3 separate regions of the Rattus norvegicus genome follow, and all the other regions are linked to region 1. The links are chromatin contacts, called in public Hi-C maps. All regions are on one chromosome and are shown on one strand. The core of a region is the stretch at or near the end of the contact, and the rest is flanking DNA. Distances in the headings are between cores, read along the strand shown. Region 1 holds the start of Fam13a (family with sequence similarity 13, member A). Region 2 holds the start of Herc3 (HECT and RLD domain containing E3 ubiquitin protein ligase 3). Region 3 has its middle 40 kb from the start of Tigd2.

Region 1 (4,294 bases), core at 1,385-3,884:
GAGAGATAGGATACTGACTTAATGTATGTCTAATCAAGGTTTACTTAAAGTACTTGATTTCAGTTCAAGTTTTATCTAAATATTGCACAGTAATAAAAATAGCAGACCGGTGTAACTAACCAGTGTTCGATACCCATACTTTGTGTCTTACACTGATGTGGTCAAAGTAATTAAAGAGAGAATACTCCCCCCCCTTACCTTCCAAGCTCACCACAGTTCCAGTCATCTGTGGAGCATCTCTCAAAAGACTATGGCGAGCCACCTGTTCTTTTGTTCAGGGAGGCCATGGAAATACCACTACGTGAACTCTTACAGTGTCTACAAAAAAGAGAGTCAGCAAAGACAAAATATTTGCTTCACATTTCCAAATGAAACAATGGTCAAACAAGGCCTTTGACTTATCATCTCATAAGTAGACTAGCTGTCAAAAGAAAGACAAGAGGAACCAGGGTTTCCTCCCAAGTCCAATAAACACATAAGGACCAGATGTTAAACTGGCCTTGACATTAAAAAGAATATGGTTAATTTAACCCACCTACCTGATCTTCAACATGAAGCAAGAAAGTATAACCAGGATGAAAATGATGAGCATGTTTCTTTAACAATCCTCAGACATTATACTTTAATCATATGAGATGTTATTTGGAGAACTGTTTCTCATTAATGAGTCTTCTTAATAAAAAAAGAAAAGACTACCCAGATATAGATATGACCTTGGCTCAGTTCAACATTACAGTGCCTAATCTAAAGCTGAGAAAAAAGGAGACTATACTCTTAAATGCCAAGGCCAAATATAAAAATTATGTTTTTACCGGCTGTAAACACTTTCCAGAAGAGTGCTTTTAACAACTGTGATGTGTCCTTCTGCACCCTAACCACCCATGATCCACGACAAAAAAAGATGTGGTAGTCTGAATGAGAATGGCTACCATATGTCACACATTTGAATGCTTGCTTCCCTGTTGGTGTAATTATTTGTAAAAGATGGGAGATGTCGCCTTGTTGGAGAAGTTGTGTCATTGAGAATAGGTTTTGATGTTTGAAAAGCCCACACTAGCTTCTCTCTCTCTCTCTCTCTCTCTCTCTCTCTCTCTCTCTCTCTCTCTCTCAATTGTCATGCTACCTACTGTGATAGTCATGGACTAAATTCTGACATGGGAAGCAAGCTCCCAATTAAATACTTTCGTTTAAAAGTTGCCCTGATCACAATGTCCCTTCACAGCAAAGGAAAAATAACTGAGACATCAAGACTGCTCAAAAATATGATGATGTTGATAATGAGGTTGGTTCTAGAAATAGAAGTAATAATTTAAATGCAAAAAAGTACAAATATACTATCAAAAGGGAATATAGTGACAATTTCAGCTTCCTGAGTAATCTGTTAAAAAAATAGCAAGCTGAGAAAAACTACAGGAAAGTCTTTAAGCTGGCATAGTTTTTGAATGTCATTGACTGGGTCTCTGTTCTTTCTGCTGCTAAAAATAATGATTGTGACTGTGTTAGAACTCGTTAAATTTGCATAATGTGAAATAAACTATATATAATGTGTTTTTTGCTTTGTATCTATGAATTCATACTTATGAATCTATGATTTCATACTTTCCTAGAAATAGTATTCCTAAAGAAATAATAGGGGCTGGAGTACTGGCTGATCTTCCAAAGGACCCAGGTTTGGTTCCCAGCATGGCCACTTAGCCATTTGTAACTCTAATTCCAAAGGATTCTATGCCCCCTTTTGGCCCCCTCTGACAATAGTCACACTTGTGGTACACATGTGCATATGCAGGCAAACATATATACATACATACACATACATAGGTGTGAAATACAAAATTATAAAAAATAACCAACGACCACTTAGAACCCTTCTTGGAAAAGTGGTTTTGTAAAATAGAAGAATATATAATAAGAAACAAGTCTCTTCCAAGTACAGTTGATATTTTGGGTAGAAAAAAATAATATGCAAATAGCTACATTCACTTCATATTAATGAAATAAAAAAACAACAACAACAAACGGAAGAACCATGCTAGTAGACATTTTGATCTCCTGAGAACCTGAACCTTCTTAGGGCACGGTGTCCTCCTTCCCGTGAGTGATGTCACCAGGAACTGCTCACAGCCTAGTGTAAATAAGTATCTGGGGAAGAAAATGTGGGTAGGGCAAGGGTCCAGGTATTCTTTCATCTGGAAAAGGCTGGAAAAGCCTTCTCTGGTTACTGTTTGAGTAGTTTTTATTTGTCTATTTATTTTAGGAAAACAAAGTGCAGTCCAACTCTTCCCTTGGGCCTCAAAAACAGGACCTTAAGGAACGCTGTCTGTCCTTGACAATGCATTTCCTTGCTGGCTTTCTTGCACTTTGAGCCCTGCAGGACTGGGCTCCCCTGCAGTTATTGGTTACTCTTCACAGACTGACAGACTTGTCTGGAACCTCTCAGAGGAAAGTTTCAGGTTGCTGGGGCTTGCCAAGCCCACTAAGCAGCGAGCAGAGCGAAGTGGGGTGGGGACAGAAGGAGGAGCGGGAGAAGCAGGAGGAGGATCAGGGGGAGGAGCAGCCTTTCACACTCCACTGCTCCTCCTCTGATTGGCTCTGGGTTTCAGCTGCTTCGCTGGAACAAAAGGTCAAAGTGGACTGCAGTGTAAATGTGGAGGCAGCCGATAAATATCCTTGCCTGCAGCTGGAGGTGGAGAGGCAGTGTCAGCTTCATCAGGTTGTGTGTTCCGCGGGCCCTGCACACAGGGCTTGCCTGGAAGACACTCGAGGATCCCGTGCAGATTCACACACGAGGATGGCTTGTGAAATCATGCCGCTGCGAAGGTAGTGTTCTCCGCTTATGCTGTTTGGTATTTTCTGGGCAGCGTACTTGGCCAGTGCTCGGCATCATTAGTAACAGGCTGCAAACCTTGCAGAACGTTCTGCGCTGTGCTTTTTCCTCAGACCAGATGGAAACATTTAAATAGTGCACTTCTCTTTCACTGACACTTTTGTGCAGTTGCTCGTGATTGTTGGGTTCAGTTATGTTTTCTTTTAATGGAAGTGTATTTAAGACAATACCTCTGCTACCCGAAGCAAAGCAAACTGAATGGGCTTCCCGGGTCTCCAGGCTGTTAGAGCACTTCAGAGGGCTCAGGAGATGGATCTGATTATCTGCTCTCTAGGCAAGGACTTTGTCTCTTCAAGTGCATTGTAGAAAACGGAATAAAGGTTAAGGACAATGGTTTTTCCTTGAATAATTCTAGGTAGATTCGTGACCCAAATGACGCTTGGGGAAAATAACAAAAAACAAAACAACAAAAGCAAAGACACCCCCCCCCCAAATGCTGTGTAAGAGTGATTGAGCACTGGGTTCTGGCATTGCTGCTGGGGACTGTGATGAAGGGGTCCCTGAGTCCTATCAAATAAAGAAGGGTAACTGTAAATAGCCCGGGCTGTTTGGAAGCACACTACTGGTGAAGTAGATAGGAGTGCTGTGTCCTGGTGTGTTAAAGCCAGTACAGAAATGACTGTGTCCTGTCCCCACAAAAAGTCTGAGCCACCCAAGGTCACAGTTCATAGTTTAAAAACTTACTTTGGCTAATCATATGGTCACATTTGAGCTGCAATTACAGTGACATCTGACTTCACATATATGTTTCATTTACATTTTTCTATGGAAAATGGTATTTTTAAAAAAATCAGGCAGTAATGACGATTTATTGAAAAAACTTAGGTAAGATAGATTTACTTAAAAAATAATCCCACGGATATTGTTTGTGTTTTAACGACAGAACTATGATGAAAAAATGTATTACTTATGATAAAGGGGCTCCTGCAGACTTTGATTTTGCTGTCCTGTCCTGTCCACTGAAATAGGAATGTGATAAGGTGTTCAGAGTACCCGATCAGAAAATTGATACTTCAGTGGGGAAGGAAGTGCTCTGTAGAGGAATCCATAATTCTATATTGATTTGGTGAAAAAGTCACCCACAAAACTAATGTGCGCTTTCTGGAGTTTTAATATCTGATTTTAAGGTCGGGAACTTACATCCTTACAATGTCAGTCCTGAAGAGTTCTAAGCAGGTTGTGCTTTAGATAAAAAGTGTTGGCCATTACCAAGCCCCGTTGTAGCTGCCTGATTATAGAAAACCTGCTAATACAGAGCAAAAACGACCATGTGACTTCCTGAAAATGATTGTACATTGTCGGTTGCTGTAGTGAACCTACGAATATCTCAATGTGCATTCAAGAATGCTGAGTCATGACTTTTGTCTCCCTGATCTTTCGTGCACTCAATGTCCACCCCCCAAGCTCGAG
Region 2 (4,340 bases), core at 528-3,027, 200 kb after region 1:
AAGGTATGAGTAAACTTCTGAAACTAAGACTATGTTTAGCTATTAAAGAGGGAATGTTTTTCAGTGTATATCAGGACCAGGGGTAGGTTAGGCTAACCTCAATCCAACCTTGATCACGTTAGTCATCCTTCATGTGACCAGAGCCAAGTGAGTAACTTATAAAATTCTTGCCACTTAATAGGGGCAGTAAATTTTCACTACTCTCACATCTTTTACATAGATTGGACAGAAACTATTGAAAAATAATGCGATTTTCCTGTTTATTTCTCCAGGCATCTTTCACAGCAAGCTAGCCACCTGACCACAACTTCTACTTTCGTTTCTCCCTGTTACCATATCCTCTCCGTGCAATACAAGAAGTCACTGACAGGCACCTCCAGTCACCCAAATAAAACAAAGGGGGAGCATTAAGATGTGATAAGATCCCCCACCGAGCAGCTATGTTGGTATGAGCCATTAATATAGTCCGTGGTCCTGAATGAGTTTCAGACATTTCCACCTTCGTAAGAGAATCCCTTTCAATTAGACTATCGCTTTTATTTCTGAAACTAGTGCAAAGCCGTTTGTCTCCAGCAGAGGCGCGACTTTCATTACTTACACAGCCGTATTTAAGTGGTATACAGATCTTAAGAGATTCAAGTTTGTCCCGCAACATGAAATGCAATACCCAACGACTTCTCCAACAGTTTGGACATTTTTGGACTCCTGCTTCTTTTTTTTTTTAACACGATGAATGCCCACTATTTACTGAACAAGTCCAAGTGGCTACCAGTGAACCAGGCTTCTATTTTTTTCATGACAAAGGTGTTTTGCATCTAATTTGATTCCTGCAGTCTAACTTCTCAGATGGGGTCAAAACTGGAGTGTGTAAGCCACCGATTTTGTTTTTCTGATTTATATCCGAGGAAAGGAATACAAAAAAGGGCTGCACTGTAATTTGCCTCTGAAAGTACCACATTGCTCTGGCTGCATCTTAAAATCTAATCCTTTTTACTTCGCTTTCCTGTCTTTCCAATCTAAAACTAAAAGTCAGTTCACTTTATCAAATTATCAAGTGAAAGGTTCTAGAAATAGCTTCCTATTTGTGGAAAGAGCCAGAAGGCACATAAAAATGGAAGATATCACTTGAATCGTCCTCCCCCAGAGCACCCCGGATGAGACAAATCCCAGCAAAATCCTAGACGCCTTAGGTAAAATTTAAGGCACTTCTTAATGGGGCAGGTGTGAACTCTAAAGGAAAACAGCCAGGATGAGCAAAGTTCAAGCATTCCTCCCCTAGGGCCCCGAACTGCACACGCATCCCGCAGTAGCCGGAGCGAGTCTCCCCAGGTTCAGCCCTTTGGTTCACACACCTGCTCCAAGGTCCAGCCGTCGGCTCGCTCGGCCGCAGCAGCGTCTGCACCAGACACCGGATCCCCGAGCCCCGCCCGCCAGCTGGGTGGGAGGAGCCCGCGGCCAGCCGCAACGCGAATTCCCCTGCCGCCGCGCCGCGATGCTCTTCACGCAGGGAGGTCACCCGCTGCCGGCGGCCGAGCAGAGCCGGTAGGCGCCTCCGCGACAGGGAGCTGCGGACAGCCCAGCCCCCTCCCTCCCCCGCGAGTGCGGCGGGCTCGGTGCCCTGAGATCGTCGCCCCGCCTGCACCCGCACCCGGGTCCGCAGCGCCGACCCGGCGGCTGCAGCCCTCAGGCAGCTCGGGCCTCCCCGGCCTTCAGCGTCACAGTAATAATGAAGTTTCCCCCCGCACTCCCGCAGATCGAGCTAGGAGAACGACTTCCCGCCTGGCCAATGGTGGCGGCGGCAGCGGGGCGGGGCGCGGCGGGTGCGGAGAGGGCGGGGCGACGTCGGGGCGGGAGGGGCCCGGGAGATGACCGGGAGGGGGCGGGGAGGTAGCGGTACTCAGGGCTGGAAGGAAACTGGGAGGGGGCGGGACCTAGGGCGGGGGAGACGACCCGGAGGTGGTGGGATCGGTGGCTAGGATGCGGGACCCACAGCCCGGGAGGTAGTAAAGAGATGGCAGGACCCTGGACCCAGAACAGGAGAATGGAGGAGTAACCTTTGCTGGAGTGAAATTGCTTTTTCCCAGCGAGGATGCAAAGGAGCGATGCCCAGTGGTGTAGGGGTTTTAGTCGATTGGGTTGGTTGGTTGGTTAACTTCTTCCTTCGTTCGTTCTTATTATTCATGCAGAGGTGAAAGGGGACTGTGACTGGCAACTGGCATGGTGTGCTGTAGGGTGACTGCCAGAATAGAGAGTAGTTCCAAACCGATGTCACTCGGGGGCCAAGTACTGCGGGTCCGCAGTGGTGCAGAGTAAGGGTGAACTAGAGGAGAGCACACTGCAGAAAACAGAAAGCATGAGAATCACCAATTCTAAAATCATAAAGCACTGTCTTTGATCTAAAACTCCAATGGGAGTGGGGGAAGGGAGGATGGGTATATAGAAGTATCAGCTTCGATTAACCAGGCCTCTAAGAGGATATGCAAGCATTCTTCTTCTCCCAAGGCCACAAATGCTTCCAGCTAGTGTTCCTTTCATCTTCAAATAATCTTCAAGAAAACTATATGGTAACAGTGAACTTATGTATCTGTCTGCCTTAAATTTGAAACGCTGAACATGGGAGCTTTAACCCAAAAAAAGATGTACAAAATTCTCCAAAAACTAATTTAAAATGAAGGCATGAGCCCCTGTCAACATATACGATTTTAAGAACATATACAAACAAGCAACTCTTAAAGGGACTCCTCAGTACATCCTGACTTAGTCATACAAATGTAGCAATAACAAAGAGGCCATGAATTTGAAGGGGAGCACATGAGAGAAGTTTGAGGAAGGGTAGTGATATAATTTTATTTTAATTAAATTTTAAAAGGAAATTGACTGTAAGTAGAAGAAGTTTTATAATCTGACATTTCCAGAATAATTCATATCTCATTAGGTCTTCAGGTGCCTACTCTGAAAACCTGACATATTAACCAACAGGAAAAAAGTCTCAAGGACTGACTAGATCCTGAGGATATGGCCTTGCCCTGGTGTATCCTGAGGCTATGCCAGTGCCCTGGTGTATCCTGAGGATATGGCCTTGCCCTGGTGTATCCTGAGGCTATGCCAGTGCCCTGGTGTATCCTGAGGCTATGCCAGTGCCCTGATGTACCCTGAGGATATGCCAGTGCCCTGATGTACCCTGAGGATATGCCAGTGCCCTGGTGTATCCTGAGGCTATGCCAGTGCCCTGATGTACCCTGAGGATATGCCAGTGCCCTGATGTACCCTGAGGATATGCCAGTGCCCTGGTGTATCCTGAGGCTATGCCAGTGCCCTGGTGTACCCTGAGGATATGCCAGTGCCCTGGTGTATCCTGAGGCTATGCCAGTGCCCTGGTGTATCCTGAGGATATGCCAGTGCCCTGGTGTATCCTGAGGCTATGCCAGTGCCCTGATGTACCCTGAGGATATGCCAGTGCCCTGGTGTATCCTGAGGCTATGCCAGTGCCCTGGTGTATCCTGAGGCTATGCCAGTGCCCTGGTGTATCCTGAGGCTATGCCAGTGCCCTGGTGTATCCTGAGGCTATGCCAGTGCCCTGGTGTATCCTGAGGCTATGCCAGTGCCCTGGTGTATCCTGAGGCTATGCCAGTGCCCTGGTGTATCCTGAGGCTATGCCAGTGCCCTGGTGTATCCTGAGGCTATGCCAGTGCCCTGGTGTATCCTGAGGCTATGCCAGTGCCCTGGTGTATCCTGAGGCTATGCCAGTGCCCTGGTGTATCCTGAGGCTATGCCAGTGCCCTGGTGTATCCTGAGGCTATGCCAGTGCCCTGGTGTATCCTGAGGATATGGCAGGGATATTGGCTTCATGTGGACCTTCAGTGAAAACAAACACCTCTGAGACCAAAAAGATGGGGAAGTAGCATCTGTTTTGGGGTAACTAAGGTTATCTAAGACAAAGTTCCCTAAACTTTCTCCACTTGTAATCTCTCTTCCCCCCCCCCCAAATGTTTACATATGCACATATAAAATAGACATTGAACTCATAAGAAATTTAACTTTAAGATGATTCTTTGTTATACAGTGTCACCATTTATTAAAGAGGACAGAAATTAATATGCTAGTTAGATTGATTGCTCATTTATTTTACATGAGGAATTAAACCTTACTCCAGGACAGAGATCAATGTCAATGTGTTTCAGAATTAGTTTGATTCTATAAGCATTAATGCCGAGAAAGCTATTTGATTTTGTATTTCAGCCATTTTGTACTATTATTTACACACACATGCACACCACACACACACATATGCATAGTATAAAATAACTGATGTATGTTTAAAGTGGTTTCTGAAATGATAA
Region 3 (4,555 bases), core at 1,394-3,893, 220 kb before region 1:
AAAGATGGCTCAGTGGGTAAGGGCACTGGCTACTCTTTAGAAGACCCAGCAGGTGCTGACAGCTTCCAACTATTTGTAAATCCAGTTCCAGAGGATCCAACATCTCACACAGACATCTACACAGGCAAAACACTGATGAACATAAAACTAAGTAAATACATTAATTAATTAAAAATACATATGCCACAGAACATGCTATCACTATAGATTTTAAAGCCATCTTTCCTGTAATGTTTATGGTGTTGGTCCTACTCTTCAGCACAAAATACAGCTCTACAATTTATCTTACACGATGTAGGATTCATTATTTACCACGAGGTGGCAGAATGTGCTTATGTATTGTGGTAAGACTTCCTGAGCCAAAGTGGGATAAAATACAAATCCTGACTTCTGGTGCACTTAGTTACAAAGATGCATTCATATCATTATAAATATTTCATTAAAAATTTTGTCAATGGCACAGGTTTTGACAGATGTGTCTTTTTCATTTCTAAAACACTGATAAATTTCAGTTTTACGATGACTAAGCCATGTCCCCTAAAATCCAGTATAGGAGACCTAAAATTTCCTAGGAGTAACCTTGCTTCATGCAGCTACCTATGTCCTTTGTCACATTTCTGTTGTCATCATAACTTCTTAAAACTGTTAAATAGGAAAAATTAAAGATTATTTAATTTGGTGGTGTCCTTTGCAGTTTTTAACAATACAGCTCACTAGGATATATGAATGTAATATATCCACTTGGAAGAGGGATTTTCCCTGTTGAAAATCACTAGATCATGGGAGTTGGTCTGAGTGGTCTGCTCCCAAAGAAGGGGTGCAGTGCACATAAAAAGGACAGAGGCAGAAAAAAGGTAGTAACTTTGATGACTTCCGTGTGGACTTTGTCCGTTCCACTCCAGTGGTCCAGTGGGATCAGGAGCCTTGAGGATCGCAGACAGTCCTTGAAACTGGGTAGTCATTTTGGAACTGCTGGACCTGGTCTATTTTAGGGAGAGTTAAAAATAATTTTGTTGGAAGGGAAAAGATCTAAGGTCAGAGCTAGAAAAATGTAAAAAGCAGAAGCAAAGGGCATTTGCTGTACCAGAACTGTAAAGCAGAAATGGCCTGCGGAGCCAAGTAAACACTGGCGCGGACACAGAGGTCCAGACTGGTGGGGTTTGGGCTTTGCTCAGGATAGGGTACTCCTTTTTATGTGTGCTCGAGGCTTGGTGTTTGAACCTTTTGGAAGTTAGGTGAACATTAGTCGAGAAAATAACACAGAGTTTGGGTGACTATGTTGAAATCTAAAAATCCCATTTAAACAGATCAAAACAGCAACATGTGCTGTGATGCAGGACAGTTTCTGTAGATGAGAAATTGGACAGAATTTAGCTGTGTCTTCTGACTTAGGGTCCCTTATAAGGCTTCGGTGACACTGTCAGCCTAGGCTGCAGCCATATCAAGACTTGAAGGAAAAGTTCCCCTCTACACTCATGTAAGATGGCTGTTGGGAAGGTTCAGTAACTTGTCGGCTGTTAAAGCAAGGGTCTCAGTTATGGATTGTTGGTCGCAAAAGAAATAACAGCTGCCGAGAGAGGGGAAATGCAGAAAAAAGGGGAGAGGAGGAGGAGGAGAAGGAGGAGGATGAGGAGGAGGAGGATGAGGAGGAGGATGAGGAGGAGGATGGGGAGGAGGAGGATGGGGAGGAGGAGGAGGGTGAAATAAGAAACTGGGTGGATTACATCTGATTCTCAGAGTGAGATCACATCACATTTGCTATGTTTTATTACTGGAATTCAGGCAGTAGATCTAGCCTTCAGTGGCGTGTACTACATATGTGCATAAAAAGTACTTTGAAGCTCCGAAAAAAAAAAAGTACTTTGAGCATGTTAAACCTCCCATGTGTACACAAATGTAATGTATGTCTGTGTCTGTTTTATATGAGACTTACTGAGTCCACTTAGTGCTGTCAGTATGTACATGGTTACAGGCTGTATGCTGGAGCATAGGTAGTCGCTCAGAGGTTGCATCCATAAAGGAAATAACTCTCCCTTTCCCAACAGCCATCATGTGCTGGTAGCTCCTCAGCTGGGGGTAGGACACCATGACCTCCTTCCTTCCCCGTATATTCCTGGATTATGGTTATAGATCCTGTGAAGCTTTTGTCAGTGAGGTGATAGTTGCAATGTGCTACTGTGTGCAACAACCTTGCCATGCCTAGAGACACTGTCTCACTGTAATTGCTCACTACCTGTATCTCTTACAATCTTTCCTTCCCTTCTTCCACGATATCTATGAGGCTGGAAAAGAGTCTTATGATATAGCTACTCCATTTAGAGCTGAGCACTCAGGCATAGTCTGTGCAACATTGTTGAGTTGTAGGTGTCTGTTAATCACCACCTTCTGCGAAAAAGAAGCTTCTCTACTGAAAGTTAAAAAGTGTAGCTATTTATGTAGTTATTTATGGTAGGGTGATAACCTCATTAGGAATCAGTTGAGATGTTTTGTGACTTAGCAGAATAAGAGTGCTAGGTTCTCCCATAGTGCCTATAACCTATTTAGCTCCCAGAGTCTTGGCCTCAGTAACAGTGCTAGTCATGAGTTCAGTCTTATGGAATGTCCTTAAACCCAATCAGAAAGTGGTTGGTTGTTACCTTAACCTTTGTACCAAATTGCACAAGTGGGCCTCTCCTGCCAGACTGGTCATTACTGTAATTCACACTTTATAGCTGAGTAAGACTGATTGCTGATTTATTTTTCTTCTCCAGTAGCTTTCATAACACCTCCCTGTACCATGAAAGCTAGCCAGGAGAAATGAAGCTTCCAGGTCAGTACCAGTTTGGTCTCTACATATGCTATGACTCAAGTCTATGGTATCTTTAGTAACGGTGCCTTACAACCAGGTTCTAGAGAGAACACCAAGAAAAATGTCAGTAATTTGGGGACTATGGAACCCCACTGACTGACAACTTCAAAAGAGAAAAACGATATATGAGACCAGGCTTTTTATTTGATGATCTGTAGCTTCTGGGCCATGCACTTTCTTCCCTGATAAAAGATAACTCCACTTAGATACTTTTTGTATATGTTTCTATATTAGGAAATAGGCTTTTAAAAATGTATTCCAAGTTAATTATCCCACCCCATTATTCCCCTCTTTTCCTGGGTTCTTTCGTACTTCCCTTGAAACCCCCATTCCATCCATACTTGCAACTTTCCTGCTTTCTATGGCTAATACAGTGTAAGCATACATCCCTAAGGATTCAGAGCTAAAAGCCCACAAATGAGATAGAATACCCAGCCAGCATTTGGCTGTGAGCCTGGGCCAATCAGAATAATTACATCCAGCTCCAACCATGTATCTGCTAACTTCAATTTTCTTTACTATTGAATATTCCATTATATGCACATACCACATTTTCATTATCCATTACAGAGAGAATATCTTGCTTTTTGCATGGATGCGTCGTCATCAATTAAAAAGCCTGTGGTCTATGGCTTAGGCAGGAGGTAGAGGTGGTATATCTGGAAGAGAGAAAAGATTTTTGGATAGAGCCAGCCAGGAAAGATGGGATGAGATAGGCACACGACAACCTGCCATATGGCAGAATACAGGCTAGAATAAATGGACTATTTTTCGTTATGTCTAGTGAAAGAAGAGCCTAGCTATATGGCCAAGATATTTGTAAATATATTTTGAGACTGAGTCTTATTTCTTGGAGCATGGGGCTGGGAGGAAGAACCACAGCCTAACTTCAACAATCCATTCATCAGTTAATGGATATCTAGGCTGTTCCTGTTTCCTGGCAGTTGCAAATAGAACAACAATGAATTTGGATGAGCAATTATTTTTATAGTATTAAAGTGTCCTTTGGGTATTATAGCTGGCCTATATTGTAGAGCAATTTGTAGCTTTTAAAGGAACCTCCATACTGACTTCCATGGTGGCTGCAACAGTTTTTATTTCCACAAATGATGTGTAAATACCCATTTCTCCTTCCCCACATGCATACCAGCATTGGTTGTTTCTTGTTGGTTTTTTTTTCACTCTGGCTAAGTGAGATGAAATCTTAAAGAAGTTTTAATTTGTGTCTCACCAATACCTAACATATTGAACATAAAAAAGAAATATATCTCAGTCATTTGTATTTCTTCTTTTGTGAGCTCTTTGTTGCCCCAAAAATTAAAAATTGTTGCCCCAATTTTTAATTTGGTTTTTTATTGATTTTATTTTTTGTAGTTCTCTGTATATTATAGATAAAAACCATTTGTCAGCTATATAAATGGTAAAGATTTGTCCTTTTCTGTAGGCTGCCTCTAACATAAGTGATGGTGCCCTTTGTTGTAAAGGAGCTTTTAGTTTTGTGGTTTCCCATTTGTCAGTTGGCATTTCCTGTGTCTTGGCGTTCTTTCTGGATATTTTATTTGGGAGAAAGAGTTGCCTGTTAGCTTGTTTGGGGCATATGGATGTATTAGTACAAACTTCCTTCATGGATCATATTTGCTATAAATAACCCACAGACTTTGACGTTTTATTGTTATTTGTATGAGTTCCTAAAAATGTTTTCCTTCA

The links. Hi-C and Micro-C count contacts between places; a contact is called where the count stands out from the background.
Region 2: a Hi-C map of liver shows a contact between it and region 1, with 3 times the contacts expected there. The contact joins the promoter of Herc3 here to the promoter of Fam13a in region 1. A contact is called at or near these places in 1 of 12 Hi-C or Micro-C datasets (liver) and 1 of 1 datasets of contacts at active chromatin or transcription factors (oligodendrocytes).
Region 3: a contact with region 1 is called in a Hi-C map of liver, with 16 times the contacts expected there. The contact joins the enhancer-like site here to the promoter of Fam13a in region 1. A contact is called at or near these places in 10 of 12 Hi-C or Micro-C datasets (the A7r5 cell line, the Rat2 cell line, Schwann cells and 5 more) and 1 of 1 datasets of contacts at active chromatin or transcription factors (oligodendrocytes).

The regions. Positions count from the first base shown.
Region 1 is chr4:89,484,244-89,488,537 of GRCr8, reverse strand. Fam13a (family with sequence similarity 13, member A) reads left to right here and starts at 2,634. Exons shown (of 18, transcript NM_001100862.1): 1 at 2,634-2,817. The coding sequence starts at 2,789.
Region 2 is chr4:89,279,882-89,284,221 of GRCr8, reverse strand. It overlaps Herc3 (HECT and RLD domain containing E3 ubiquitin protein ligase 3), which reads right to left and starts at 1,777. Exons shown (of 26, transcript NM_001108631.1): 1 at 1,353-1,777; 2 at 749-889. LOC120102287 (a long non-coding RNA gene) reads right to left here. Exons shown (of 5, transcript XR_005503614.1): 5 at 1,941-2,335.
Region 3 is chr4:89,701,764-89,706,318 of GRCr8, reverse strand. It overlaps the pseudogene Acbd5-ps1. Among named protein-coding and RNA genes, the nearest start is that of Tigd2, 40 kb to the left of the region's middle. Within about 2 kb of position 2,643, at least 2 of the 93 cell types and tissues checked have an H3K27ac peak or open chromatin away from gene starts, as enhancers often do.